2 separate regions of the Hordeum vulgare genome follow, and region 2 is linked to region 1. Evidence: chromatin contacts called from public Hi-C data. All regions are on one chromosome and are shown on one strand. The core of a region is the stretch at or near the end of the contact, and the rest is flanking DNA. Distances in the headings are between cores, read along the strand shown. Region 1 holds the start of LOC123442696 (geranylgeranyl transferase type-1 subunit beta). Region 2 holds the start of LOC123442701.

What was found. Hi-C and Micro-C count contacts between places; a contact is called where the count stands out from the background.
Region 2: a Hi-C map of seedling shows a contact between it and region 1, with 2.0 times the contacts expected there. The contact joins the promoter of LOC123442701 here to the promoter of LOC123442696 in region 1. A contact is called at or near these places in 2 of 6 Hi-C or Micro-C datasets (leaf and seedling).

The regions. Positions count from the first base shown.
Region 1 is chr3H:24,727,310-24,734,366 of MorexV3_pseudomolecules_assembly, reverse strand. LOC123442696 (geranylgeranyl transferase type-1 subunit beta) reads right to left here and starts at 3,341. Exons shown (of 11, transcript XM_045118813.1): 1 at 3,030-3,341; 2 at 1,688-1,763; 3 at 1,551-1,609; 4 at 1,298-1,437; 5 at 693-748; 6 at 538-614; 7 at 403-448; 8 at 141-265; 9 at 1-21. The coding sequence starts at 3,206.
Region 2 is chr3H:24,900,580-24,907,636 of MorexV3_pseudomolecules_assembly, reverse strand. It overlaps LOC123442701, which reads right to left and starts at 4,028. Exons shown (of 2, transcript XM_045118818.1): 1 at 3,802-4,028; 2 at 1,357-3,507. The coding sequence starts at 3,244. The coding sequence ends at 1,619.

The sequences.
Region 1 (7,057 bases), core at 2,092-4,591:
CCCCCCGTCTGCTGCTTGCCTCTATATAATGATAGTGCAATGCGTTAGTAAGGTATAAAGACAATTACCAACAATTCACCTTCTATTACTTATTCTACTGTTGCTCGTTTCAGGGAGATAATTATAAGCAGAAATTTGACCTGAAGACACCACTCCAATAGCAATTGTACGTCGATCGGCGCAGACTCTCGTAAGTTCGATGCCAAATCGACTTGAATGAAACCCATTAGATATAGGGCCGCAACAGCACAGAAAGTTCCCCCACCTGGCTCACTAACACAAAGTCATACAATGAGAATCCATAACCAAATCGCAAAACAACCTAACTTAGTTGTCATACACAATTAAAACTCTAAAGAATAACCTCCATAAAATAACCATGTAAAGAAATGCACTGCCTACCATGAGATTCTGAACCGGGAACCATGCCAAAGCCACCGTCATATGACTGCATGCAGTAGAAATAAGAATCAGGAAAGACAAATAGCATGGTGCAGAACACTCTTACATCACTGAAAACTACGGTGCCAAGCCAACCTGACAATTAAGGATGTATTCCTTGGCCTTTTCCTTGTCCATTCCTGACCAGTCTTTCAGCATTGAGCAGATCGCAGCTGAGAACAGAGCTCAAATGCATTAAATTATATTTAAAACCCCTATTATTATCATATACAAAGAACAGTGCTCCTCACCTGCACAGTATACAAAGCGTAGGTCTGTTTCCGCACCAATATGAGTAGGCATGAAGCTATAAAAGGATGAATGTCAAGTTAGCTAATAACCAAAATGTATTGAATGCCAGGTGCACGAAATCAAAGCCTTCTGAGTTGACAAGTAAAACAGGAAACAAAGCAAAATGAGAAGAGAAGCTCTAGACTAATTGCAAGCATTTCGGAGGATCATAACAGTACAGCACCTGAACATTCTAGTACAAATACACACCGGAAAAGTGGTGTTTACCGGTGTAAAGTTTGTTGCAATGAGAGTACATGGTTTAAGTTCATGCAGATGAAATAGCGCATGGTAAATGAAAAGGCCTACAATTAATGCATATGTTCCTGAAACAGAACTATAATGAAGGATGTGGACTGTGAACCAACCATGGGGCGCTACGAAAATCGTAAAACAGCATGTGAGGTACGTGACTAGGAGAAACTATTCCGGTGATTCTTTCCTAGAAAATATTTCTAGGCATAATGTTAATGCAGGTAGTAGATGGAAATACTTAAGACACTTCCCAGGTAAATTTTGAAGTCTAACAGTATAAGTACCATGGAGACCAAAGTTAAACGCATACCTTCCATCTGATTGCTGGAGTTTTTTCATCGACGCTAGAAGAACCTTGCTATCAAGGTTTAGTACATCATAACCTACAATCTTCAATATAGCAAGAGCAGAATAAGTGCTTGCTAGATGGCTACCATTATGGCAAGGGTCCTGAAACAGAGCACAGGTCAGTATATGGAACTGTCACAATAAATAAATGAAATGGCAAAATATGTGGACTCATATGATGAGAAAAGGTCGAGCCAAGCATTAATCACACATACCTTCACCAAATTTGAGGGAAATTTAGTTGTTCTAGAGCCACAGAATCCAAAAAATTGCCCTACAAACGAGTTAACTGTTATGTAATAAACATGGCATCTAGAAATACGAATTATATCCATCAGAAGAGTCTTCTTACCATTATGTAAGTCGTCGTTTGCCTCAGGGTGTACTTGAAACGACAAAACCCATTTGGCAATTTGATCCTTGTTAACCTAAAAAAAAAAAGATAGGTACACAAATTATTGCTACATTACTTCTTCCTGAATGGTCAAGGTGCATAGGTAAACTGAAATTTCCCCAATAAACAGTTCAACTAGCAACCTAACATGGTTGATCATTCTAAAAGAACTTCAAGTCCTTAAAGTGAATGCTGGCAGATAGCTTTTCCTTTAAAGGCTCGGAACATGTAAAACGTCTTTGATGTTTCCATCTGGTTTATGCAATTTACCAGAGGGAAAGTATGCTGATCGATAAACTGGGAAAGCTATTATCATGTGTTCACACAAGCAATCAACATTAAGAAGGATAACCTTAATTGTCAACCAACTAGACGGCTCCCAACAGCATGAATAATTCAGCTAAAATCCTATGGGGCTTAGACCAAATAACCAAAATTACGGGCACCAGTGCCACTTTGTTGCTACAACCCAGCATAAACATCATCTGGGCCCCTTTGCTCTTATCACCAGACACCAAACCTTGATGAAGTTAGTAATGACATCTAGTTGTCAGGCAGGTCTGCATCCAATAACCTCGCTAACCTCTAACTACTTTGGGAGTTAAAGTCTTAGTGGACTCAAATGCTTAAGCCTTGCAGCTAGCAGTTGCTGTTACAAGCATTCCACGACGTTGATCTGCGAACTGCGCTACGTGTCCCCATAATCCTGATAATTGCATTCAGCGCTTATGAATGCTACTCAAACCTATCCCTAGGAACACATCGAGTAATTTTTTTCATACTTTTAATAGCTGTGCACAAGCATCCCTCGTTCTGAAGCAGACCAGGCCTGACTGTTCGATGGCGAATTGCCTTGAAAAGTCTGTACTGTTCGACGATGGATTAGTATGTTATAAATACGTGGAGCGACTTTTTTAAGCCCTGAGTGATAATACTTGAACCTGTGCACATCCTTGCAATTCGGTTCAGAAATAAATACAGGGCAGCTTAATTTCAGTCGCCGCAACCAATTTTTTCAAAAATTTGCCACCCTTTTCTTTTACGTCGTAGCGCAGAAACCTAGTGATGTGTGTGCGCGTGCTTGGCGAATTTTGAATAAACTCAGCACAAAGCATGCAATGGCCTAGTATAATCACTACACCCACGCGAGATCCAAAGCTACGAACAGAGACAACAGCCACATCTAGAACAGGACAGATCACTCAGGAAATTCCCTAGAATTCCGCGCAATTGGTAGCAAGCGTGGATGGAGTACGTGCCCAGAGGGCGGTCAACGGGGTGGATCTCGGCTTCGGCTTACCCGGTGGAGCTCCCGGAGGAGGGAGAGGCCGGCGACGGCGAAGTAGGCGAGGGTGAGGTGGTTGACCTCCTGCGTGGCGTAGCCGTCGGGGAGCTCGGACGACATCATCTCCAGGAACGCCGCGTGGCGCGCGCGCGCGAACCCGGCCGCCGCCTCCTCCGCCTCCTGGTCCCCCATCTCCGGCCGGTCGCCGCCGTGGAAGGAGAAGTGACGGCCTCCGCGTCGCCGCCGATTCGTCGGGGCCGGTACGGGAGCACGAATCCTGACGCGCTTGGGACTTTGGGAGATGGGGACGAGATGGCGGTCCCACTTGCGTCCGGTTTCCGACCGTGCCGCACTACACCATGTTTTTGTTTTTCGAGCGCGGGTATCGAAGCAATCTGCGCTCGCGCGCCGGTCCAACCGTTGGGTCGGTCGAGTTTCAGCCGTCAGATTTAGCCCCTCCGAGACGTCATATCCCGTCGTCCTCATCCCTCCTATCTTCAACCTCTCGCACGGGGAAATGAGAGAAGCCCGCCTCGCATGCACCGATGCCCCAGCACGCGCCGACCGCCTCGCCTCACCTTCTCACCGCTGGCCGCCCTTCACAGGTCGGTCGCCGCCTGTCGCCGTCCTCGTCGCCCTCACCTATGTCGTCTTCTGTGCGTTTCTAACCTCCGTGGATGTAGCAATGTGCGCTCATGGTTGCAACCCTTGTAAAAAACAATACGGTTGCAACAAAACAGAACGACAAATGTAGCAAAATTGTATAATGGTTGCAACTCGCCCATGTCAACGGTTGTAGCAAAAAACAATACGGTTGCAACAACAAAAAATGACTGATGTAGCAAATTAAGGACAGTAAAACTGAACCTAAAGCGAGCCTTCTCAACGATTTGAGTTTCTGGCCGTCTATCCTCTCGATCAGACAATTTATGGCCGTTAGATTTGTTTTGTGCGCCATTGACGTTTCCTGGGCCTACTGTCCTGAGGGACGCTACTCCGAGAGAAAAATCGATGGTTTCTGGTTAACTGGGTCAAAGGAACCAGCCCATTAGGAAGCATACGGACTTTGCGTGGTTCCCGTGGGCATGTGACGATTGGTCTAAGCGGCCGCCTCATCAGTACCATCCCTTCTCGACCCAGGATACGAACCATTGGCGGCACCGCCGCTGTCCTCGTTGCTCCCCTCACTTTTCAAAGTATGTTCCTGTCGCCTCTTATCCTCATCGCTGCTGTAGAGCTCCTCTCCTCTCTGTCCTTGGTTTCTCCTCTCCTCTTTGTCCTTTGTGTAGCGCCTCCTCCCCTCCTGACATGCCGCCGTTCCTCCATCTACGACGCCCAGGGAAACAAGAGACTTGCCCGGCTGCGCCACCGCCAGAATTGGCCTTCGGGGCGTCAATCGATCCGCCGCGAGGTAGAGGTTGGACGGTGCCATGCCACCACCCGCCGATCTCCACCTCACCAAGCTCATCGTCTGGATCCGCCTGCTCCTGATCCGGATGATACCGTGCCTCTGACCCTTCCGGCCACCTTAATTTTGTTTTCCCTAACTTGTCTGGTTTGATGTTGATCTCTTCTCTTCCTTCCAGATCTTGCGCTCAGTATGTTCACATCTATCTGTTCTATGGTGAACTCTCAACACCATAGATTATGCAAAAGAAACATCTACTAATTAATGAAAATGGTGATTAATTAGTTCCTGGTGTAGATCAAACAAAAGATTGTTAGTGTGAACCATACTGAGTTTAGATACAGATGGAAGCATATTTTGATGTGTATTCTGATTTGTTTTGTATTTCCTTTGTTGCAGGATTGGCTGAATTAGGGTCGAGATTTTTTGCTGGCATTGTGTTGTCGAATGAAATACTATTTGGAAATTCCTCATAGTATTATTGTTTGTCCCACTCCTATTAATTCTGTGGAGATAAATAAATAATCGAATTGTTGTTTACTTCAACAAAGTCATGCCCCTGTACAACAACGGTTATAGATGATGTGCCTCTTCTTCCAACTGGACCCTTTATCTACATGTTCATCCCACCATAAGAACACACCACAATGGTGGCATGTATAACAAGGTGCTCCTAGACGTGACCGACGATGTATGTAGCTGATTAGGCACAAGGGCAGCCATAAGGAATCCACTTTGTTGTCTACTTATTATGTACATGAAGAGGAAATGTTTTCTTTCTAGTAACTGTATTACCTTTAAGGGCTTCTGCATACTCCTCAGAAAGTGGCAATTTTATGTTGCCAGTCGCATCTCGCAATGGAGCTGATTCTACTAATTTCTTTTGTTTTCTGAGTTTAATATGTGCCAAACGATTTTCATTGGCATGCCACGTTGGGTACTTAGGGAAGAAATTGTCTTCAGAATTGGACTTTGTTCGTTTATTAGCACGGGCAGAAGAAGTCGGGGCTTCGGATCCCTCTACGACGACATGATTTTGTTTTTTGCGCATTGTAATACTACTTTTCTAATTCACCTGTTCCATACAACAACATGATATGAATACCAGAGGAACTATTACTTAAGCAATTGTACGGCATAGTAAAATTGATGGCAAAAGATGAAAGGTTAATACGCAGAGTAATTACCTGTCCAAAAGCCATTTGAGATGATGAACGTGTGAGCACAAAAATTGACAGTACGAAGCTGCAAAATCTGCCCAAATCTATCGAAGCTGCAGAATCTGCCCAAATCAATCGTCCACACGCAGCAACAGCAACACCTGAACATATTTTGTTGTGAGAGGATATGGGTATCCTTCTTGTTCGATGATATGAGGACACTGCAATTTATAGGTAACATATCTGACCATGTCGCTCAAGAAAATGTTGCTGCTTGAGTAGGGTGTGCATAGATACGCAGGGAGGGAGCATTATATATAACCAGTGGGCACATGAAAAGTTTTGCGACTTTACAAGCCATGATTGCGAGCTTGAAGGAGGGCAGAGCAGTTTCTAGTGGAAGAGGGCCATGATTGCGAGCTTGAAGAAGGGCGCAACAGTTTCCCGTAGCAGAGGCGGCTGGCATTACGTCGCCCTTACCTGCGCCTCCGCGGATTCCTACCAAAGTCTGGCATGCCCTGGATTGGATCGAATGACCCGGATCATCTCCTCCGGTCGCTAAAATCGACCGGACATCCTCGGCTCAGGTGTACGGATTGCGCTCCTCCGGTCGCTGGGATCCACCGGAGGGAGCCAAATCGATCGATCCCTCGATGGAACCGACCGCACCGGCAGTCCTCTCCGTGGCTCGGTCGCACCAGCTCCTGCGGCTATCTTTCCTCTTTGCGCTTCGAGTCAACGCAAGGCGGGAGTGATTGCAACGGGAGGATTAGTGAACGGAAGGTTTGCGAAGCCGATCAGCGGGACTCCTTCGAATGGGCTGCTGTAAGGCCCAATGCACAAAAGGCCTTGGTTTCGGCCCCTGGAGGAGCAGGCCACATGACAGTCGGGCTAAGTAAAAAAGACTGCGCGGATCAGCTTCAGGAAGGACGTAATCCAACGGCCAGAAACTCCTAATTAAGGAAACCCAACGGCCCAAAACGTCTAATCGCTGAGAGGGCAGGGATTAGGTGCAGTTTTACTGTCCTTAATATCCCAAACAACGTGTGCCATGCGCTCCTGAGTTTTACATGGTAAAAACTGTAATCCTAACTGGTTTTCTTGGTTAATGCAGATGAACTAATACGTATTACCCTGACCATTCCCACTGTTTGTCCTTGGAGAAAGAAAAAACATGAGCTAGCAGGGAGAAAACTTTTCGATCATATATTTCTGAAATGGTAAATCCTTTAAATATGTTGAATTATCTTTGCCACAAGGCAATTAGTTAATTTATACAATTTGAAATTTCTAACTTTACTTCCATCAGTGTTAACTCAAATGACTTCCATGCCATCTCTTTTGCTTCAGAGGGGTTGGTTACTGTACCTGTTGACTAGCAACTGAAGTTCTCCAGCTGTAAACTCTGTCAACACTTTAATCTTGCTCTATTCCTGCCCCCCCTACTACATATTGGGTTTAAAGGGTAGCAGATG
Region 2 (7,057 bases), core at 2,779-5,278, 170 kb before region 1:
TTATAAAGCGACCGGTAATGTACACCTGTAGAATAAATCCGGGTGTATATATTTACACCGAATCCAAACAGGGCCTCACCAGTAATAGAAAACCCGAGAAGCACAAATCCAGGCCACATAAGCAGATTTTCATCTCTTATGCCGAAAGCAGCATCATGGTGCGCCAAGATGCCTAGTTAATAAGATGTTGCTTATACAAGAATCAAATGGGGACATCAACAGGCTCTGCTCATGGGTAGTAGCTGTTGACATTAACCTGATCCTCCCCTCGCAAAATAAAATAAAATAAAATGACCCTCAGAATATACACAGGCAGAAGATTATTATGTAGAAATATGTTCCTTCTTTGCTCGCACGGCATCGCCTAGGAACCAGGATGAGATCTACCACTGCTGTTGCCGCTGTGAAAACCCAGCTTATTTAACCCGAAATAACCGAGCCCAGAAATGCTTACGTAGCTCCACCCAGAAGAACCACATGAACCAGATGAGCCCAGAAACGCAACCGGGGGGAGCGAGCCAGAAATCCCGAGATTCAGTATCACCGCTGTGGAAACCGGGCCCTGAAGGTTCAGCACCAGAGATGTGACTGACAACGAGACTCTGAACACCATTGGTTCAGCATCATGAATAAACGAGGCATGGGAACAGATTCAGGTAGACAGAATATCGGGTCCCCATTTATGCCGAGAGAGCGATCCGGGTCGTATACAGCACAGATGCACAATACATACGAGTATGCTAAGATGCCCAGGGCAATGACTATAACAGCGAGATATCGACAGACTCTACTCATGAGAAGTAGCTGTCCGCATTATTATGAATCCGATCCTATCATGTTTCACAGAAAGGAGTAGTCAAGGGGAATATGTATCCTTGCAGTGCAAATGTGGGGGAATACTGCTATTACATCAACCCAGAGATCACCCACAAGTCAGGATAAACCGAGAAATGCATCCTGAGTTGCGCCACAAACGGCGAAATTTTGTTACTGCTGTGGAAACTGAGCTCTTTCTCACCAAAAAAATGGGAGAAAAAAAGACTGAGCTCTGATCATCACTAATATTTCAGACACATGTCAGTCAAGAAAGATACTCTATCAAGTCTCGGCAAATATACCATTGTACTGCAAACATGTGCAAACACCTTCTTCTTTGCTCACACAGCATCGCCCAAGTAAGAATGAAACCGAGAATCTTAAGTTCCCATTTATGCCGAGAGCGATCCAGGTCATACCTATACAGTCCGATACATGCTAAGATGCCTAGGACCATTGATTGAGTACAACAGCGATGTCGACAGACTCTGCTCATTAGTAGTAGCTGTCCACATTATTATGAACCCGATCCTCGGAATATACAGGGACAGAATATATACTACTATTAGCTTTGCCATGTTTCACAGAAAGGAATAGTCAAGGGGATCACCACCAATGTAGTGATGTAACACCTGTGTAGAAAGAAAGTACAGAGGGGAATTAACAGGGGAGGAGGTAATTTTCCGCCTAAGGGAGACAAATAAGTTGGACATGATGATAGCTTTGCTGCTATGTTCCGGTGTCTCATGGCATGACACCGGATGACCTAGTAAGAAGCTAAATTGCTTTCTTTCCTGTTCTATTATGATAAAATGAGATCATTGTCGCCAAGATGCGGGGGCCTCATGCAAACCTGAACTTCATGCTCCTCCGGCCCGACACGGTGCTTCGGGACCATGATCTCCAGCCCAGTACCGGTCTCGTCGTAATACGCCTCGATCCTTGCGTTCTCTGGAATCCTTGTGGCCAGAGGTATTTCCCTCACGAACTCACCGGGAGGGCAGTGCTCAGGGGAAGGGTCGGTCAGCTTGAAGGTCCTGTCGTGCCTCTTGACGAAGGGCATGCGGGCGGTGCTCACACATGTTATCTTCACGACGCCGTGCGTCAATGTGTTCCTCCAGGTGACCTTCACGCTGTGTGGATCGGATAAGAGCATGCTCACCATGATCAGGTAGCCTTCATCATCCTCGTATATCGTCTTGGCAGCAGTAACAGGCCCACTTGCGTGCTTTGCCACGCCAGTGAAGTCGTGCATCCACGACGGCTCACCGGTGTGTACTTCTACCTCTTGCTCTCTGTCGGAACAGGAATTATTGGCCATCACACAATCCTCTTCTACGCCATGACCAAAGAAGTCCTTGCGACGTTTGTGGCACTTTGGTGAAAGGTCCATCCCATCATCTGATGACGGCGGTGTAGATAGGTTCAGACCTGAACCATTCAGTGCCTTCTTGTGATTATTATTATTATGAGAGGTATGTGCGACACTCTTTGATGCTGCTGGCTGTGGCCTATCAAGCTCAAAATCAGTGCTTGGAAGATTCCTCCATGACTCAAAGTCACTGGCTTCAGATGGTATTGAGAAATTAAGCTCCCTTCCTGTAAGTTCAGCCCACCTCTTCATGTCAGCCTCAGGAACTGCTGTCAAGTTTGGTGAATTCACAATCTCAATGCCATGAAGGCACTGTGGGTTGGACAGACCACGGTAGTGCTTTCGCTGCATGCGGTGCGACCTTGAAAAGCCCTTGTCCGCACTGAAGGGAAAAGATGGCTCCCCGTGCTTGGAATGCCCATTCATGAAACTCCGGAGCTGCATCTTCCCAAGGGCATTGTCAGGCCGTTCCTTAAAAACCCACATGTACAAGTTCTCCATGTCATGCTGCACCAGGAAGACATCAAGGCGGAGATCGGACTTGTCAAAGCCGGAGATGCTCCCAGATGCGTCCCGCGTCACCTTCTCCTTTGCCTTCTCCACAAGTGCAGGCCTGAAGTAGTGATTGAAGAAGAACCAAGCTCCCCAAATGCTGTCACCCCTCTTAGCGCACTTCCTCGCGCCAACGCCGACCGCGGCACTGCCGTTGCCAGTCGCCTTTGGAAGTGTCAGCGCAACCTCAGACTCATGAGTGTGCGTGCCAAGGCCGACATCGAAAATGTCAAATGTGTCAAGGCTCCACAACACAGGCGGCGGGGAGGGGTCTGCTGACAGCGGGACGTTAATGTCCGGCGGGCCTTGACGCACAGACTCGTGCCGCGGAATGATGAAGAGTTCCCTGTCAGCACTGGCGCCAACCCCGTTAACGCCGCCCCCGCCGCCGGAGGAGTCGGCCGAGGCCGGGTGCGACCCCGCGGGGTCCATGGAGAGGAGGGTGCAGGGATGGCTGTTGCTGTTCTCCATGGAGAGGGAGGTGAGGAGGGGCTCTCCTCCCATGGAGAGCTCCCTCCTCTCCTTTTCCTTGGTCCTTCCTATCCTTGCCTGCTCTTCTTCTCCTGCCTCCTGCTGTACCTCCTCCTCCTACTGCCTCTCCTCCCCTGACGCCCCAGTCATGGCACGGGTTTCTCACGGGGTTGCCCCATAAAAGGTGAGCCTTTCTGCCCACCAATCCACAGATCGAGATTTGTGACCAGGAGCCCTTCCTTGTTTGGAAACAAAATCGAGATCTTCGAGCTGAAGGCCAATCCGACGCCGCAGACCTGCAAATTCATCGACGAGGAACAGAAGTTACTTCTCACAATCCTCAAACGAACGGACGCCATTAACAGCACACGAATTAGTACTGAAATCTTGAGCCACAGACAAGCCCTCTTCCCGTTCTAAGCAAGCCGATTCCTCCCCCTGGATACCTACAGGCTTAAAGAAATTTCACCCGGAGGAACCAATCTTCTCTCGAATCATGCCGGAGCAAACCTTGGGAATCTCACTAGCACCCAAGAATCGCCGACGAAAATGAAAAGGAGCGGGGGGGCCTTGCTCTGATCTGTTCTGACCTTGGAAGGAGCGGAGAAGGGAGCTTCCGCGAGGCCGCTGTTCCCGTGGAGGAGGCGCTCTCCCGGAGAAGGTGCGCGGGTCGACGGGGCCGCGGCCTGAGCTCTCGCCGGAGACGCGGGGGGCGGAGCGTGGAGGGGAAGAGAGAGGGGGAGAGGGAGGGGGGCGGGCCAGCCAAAGAAGAAGAGGGGTGGCGTCAGCGGGTTCGGGTCTCGGCTCGTCTCGTTGCGGGTCGCAACTCGCAACCTGCAACCGCGTTTTCCCCGTTTACCTTTCCTTTTTTCTCCTTGGTAGGAGTGTATGTATAAATAAACTCGATTGAATTTCACCTGGATTTCTCAAAGATTTGTTCGGATTTTTTGGAGCATGTTTCCAGGGCCGATTTTTACTGCATGAAACTTCTGAGAGCATCTCTAGCTAGACCTGGAAAACCCGCCACCCGTAAAAAAACATTTATGAACGTACTTTCTGCGGTACGGCGAGGCCTCCGATAGGAAAAGATACCATAAACTCGCCACGCAAATGTTTTGCGGGTTGAGTTTACAAGATCTTTTCTGCGTCGAAGACCACACGATATCGCAAAAATAAAATAATAGAACAATTGACAAGTGGTTGCGGTTGAATACATGATATGTGTATATACATCATTACTTCACCATCATTGTAGTTCATCACATCGAAAATCATGCGCAACATATGAGGTGGCAAGTTTGCGTGATGAAACAAAATAAAGCATGATCAAATGACCACCAGCTAAGGGGAAACCGAGCAACATCCTCCTTGTTGTGAAGATCGTCACCATCACCATCGGTCCTAACACCTCCATTACCATCATGCACCTTGACTGGAGAATGAGCACCAGCATCTTCAACAACTTGGATCGAAGAACGAGCACCACCACCATTCTCTTGTCATTGCATCCATGCCCTAAGGATTCATCATAATGAACCGGTCCTCCTTAGTGGTCCTCTTGTCCTTCCTCTTTTGCTCCTCTAGGGCGAACTTACGCTTCTCGAAGGTAGACCTCTTCTCCCATTTCTCCTATTTGTGCTTCTCTTTCTTCTCATCCATGGCCACTTTAGCATCCCAATGCTTGGTTAACATGGTCTCTTTCATCTTTGCCATCTCACCAATTTGATATCTCAAAGTGGTTGCCTCGACCACACTCTTCACTCTTGCTTTCTGCTTCTTGTTTCCATCTGTTCGCCCTTGTTTCTTCCTCTTCTTGTTGCATCATCACTATCATCATCTTCATATTCCAGTTTGAGGAAGGCACCTTTCTTTGGAGGAGCTTCCTTATCCCTCACCCTCCACTTCTCACTATCCCCGAGCCATCGCCAACAATGATGAAGAGTGAATAACCGGCCGTTGGAGCCCGCAGTTTGCTTGAAATATTCATTGGTGCGATGGGATTCTACACATTGACATTGAGACAAGTCTGAGCACAAACTCTTATCAACCCTACCAAAGCCAAAGAAATGAAGAAACACTCAGGTAATCATCAATAGTGACGCCACTTGGAGGTGCATTTTGCACTTGCTCCAAGCACCTACTCCAATGACCACAAGTTTTGTTGATGATATTACAACGACCTTGAAGTGATTTCAAGGTCCGACCAGATGGGTACTATATGATTTGGTGGTACTTGTTCTCCATCCTTTGCCAATAGTTTCCATGGCTTCGATCATTTCTCACCACATCGTCAAGTGGGACACTCTCCCATGCTTGAATCAAGCACACATCCTCCGTCTCCATGTAGTTTCCGATTCTTCCCGCCCTAGCATCATACTCGGCCTCCTCAATCACTTGCACTTCATCACCACCGCCATTACCTTGATCCACCTCCGCCTCCACCTCCATGTGAGGCATATCGAAATCGCCAAGGGGAGCACTAAAATCCACCGCACTCTCAGCCAACATTCATTATACGGTGAGTGCACACTTTGGCTACCAAATTGAACGACCGAAGCTCAAACAAGTGCTCCAAATTTGAAGCGAAGATCACTGGAGAAAATGAGGCAAAAGGAAAAAATAAGCACCTCTCGAATGTTTCATCGAACACATGGTAGGTGTGATCGGTTGAGTGGCCTTGATTAGGGGGACGTGGTTGGTTGGAGGTGGAGGAAGAGCACGGCCTCTTGAGGTCATCGCCTTCTTCCACGAGGGCTTTTCCCATGCACCAACTGGGCGGTCGACACGGTATTATTCCTCCCACCAGCAGCCACAACGAGAGGAAATGGAGTGGGGCCGAAAGAAGCTTGTGATGTGCTGGCTGTGCCCCCTTGGATGGTGTGGTTCCCCTGTCGGTTCCACTTACCGCTCGTGACACATCTCCAACGTATCTAAAATTCTTGATTGTTCCATGCTATTATATTATCATTCTTGAATGTTTTATGATCATTTTATAACAACTTTATACATTTTTGGGAAACCTATTGACAAAGTGCCCAGTGCTAGTAGCTGTTTTTTGTTGTTTTTTTCTTCACAGAAAATCAATACCAGATGAAGTCCAAATTCCAAAAAACTTTTTGGAGTTTTTTTAGACCAGAAGGAAACTTGAGGACCAAGGATGATCACCAGAGGAGGCCCAGGATGACCACTAGGCACCAGGGCACGCCCAGGGCCCCTAGCGCGACCTGGTGGGTAGTGGGGCCTCGGGCACCTCCTCCACCGCCTCTGAGCTCTATAAATACCCCAATATTATAGAAACCCTAGAGGAGTCGACGCAAAATAGTTTTAGATGCCACAAGTTCTAAAAGCCACGAAATCCAATCTAGAGCTCATTCCGGAGAGGAACGCGATCACGGAGGGGTTCATCACCCTTATTGGTGCTCCTTCGATGATGCGTGAGTAGTTCATATCAGACCTACACGTCCCTAGACAGTAGCTAAATGGCTCTCTCTCTCTCGTTTTGCTTCTCAATACAATGGTCTCTTGGAGATTCATTTGATGTAACTCATTCTTTTGCGACGCGTTTTTTGGGATCCGATGAATTGTGAGTTTATGATCAGATCTATGAAATTATATCCATTCTTGATTATTATAGCCCCGTATTTGTTCTCCAATATTTGGTTTTTGTCTGGCCAACTTGATCTTCTATCTTGCAATGCGAAAGGTGCTTTGTGATGGGTTCGATCTTGCGGAGCTCAATCTGAGTGACAGAAAGAGACATGACATGCATGTATCGTTGATATTAAGGATAAAAGGATGGGGTTTATTCCTACATGAATAGATCTTGTCTACATCATGTCATTGTTT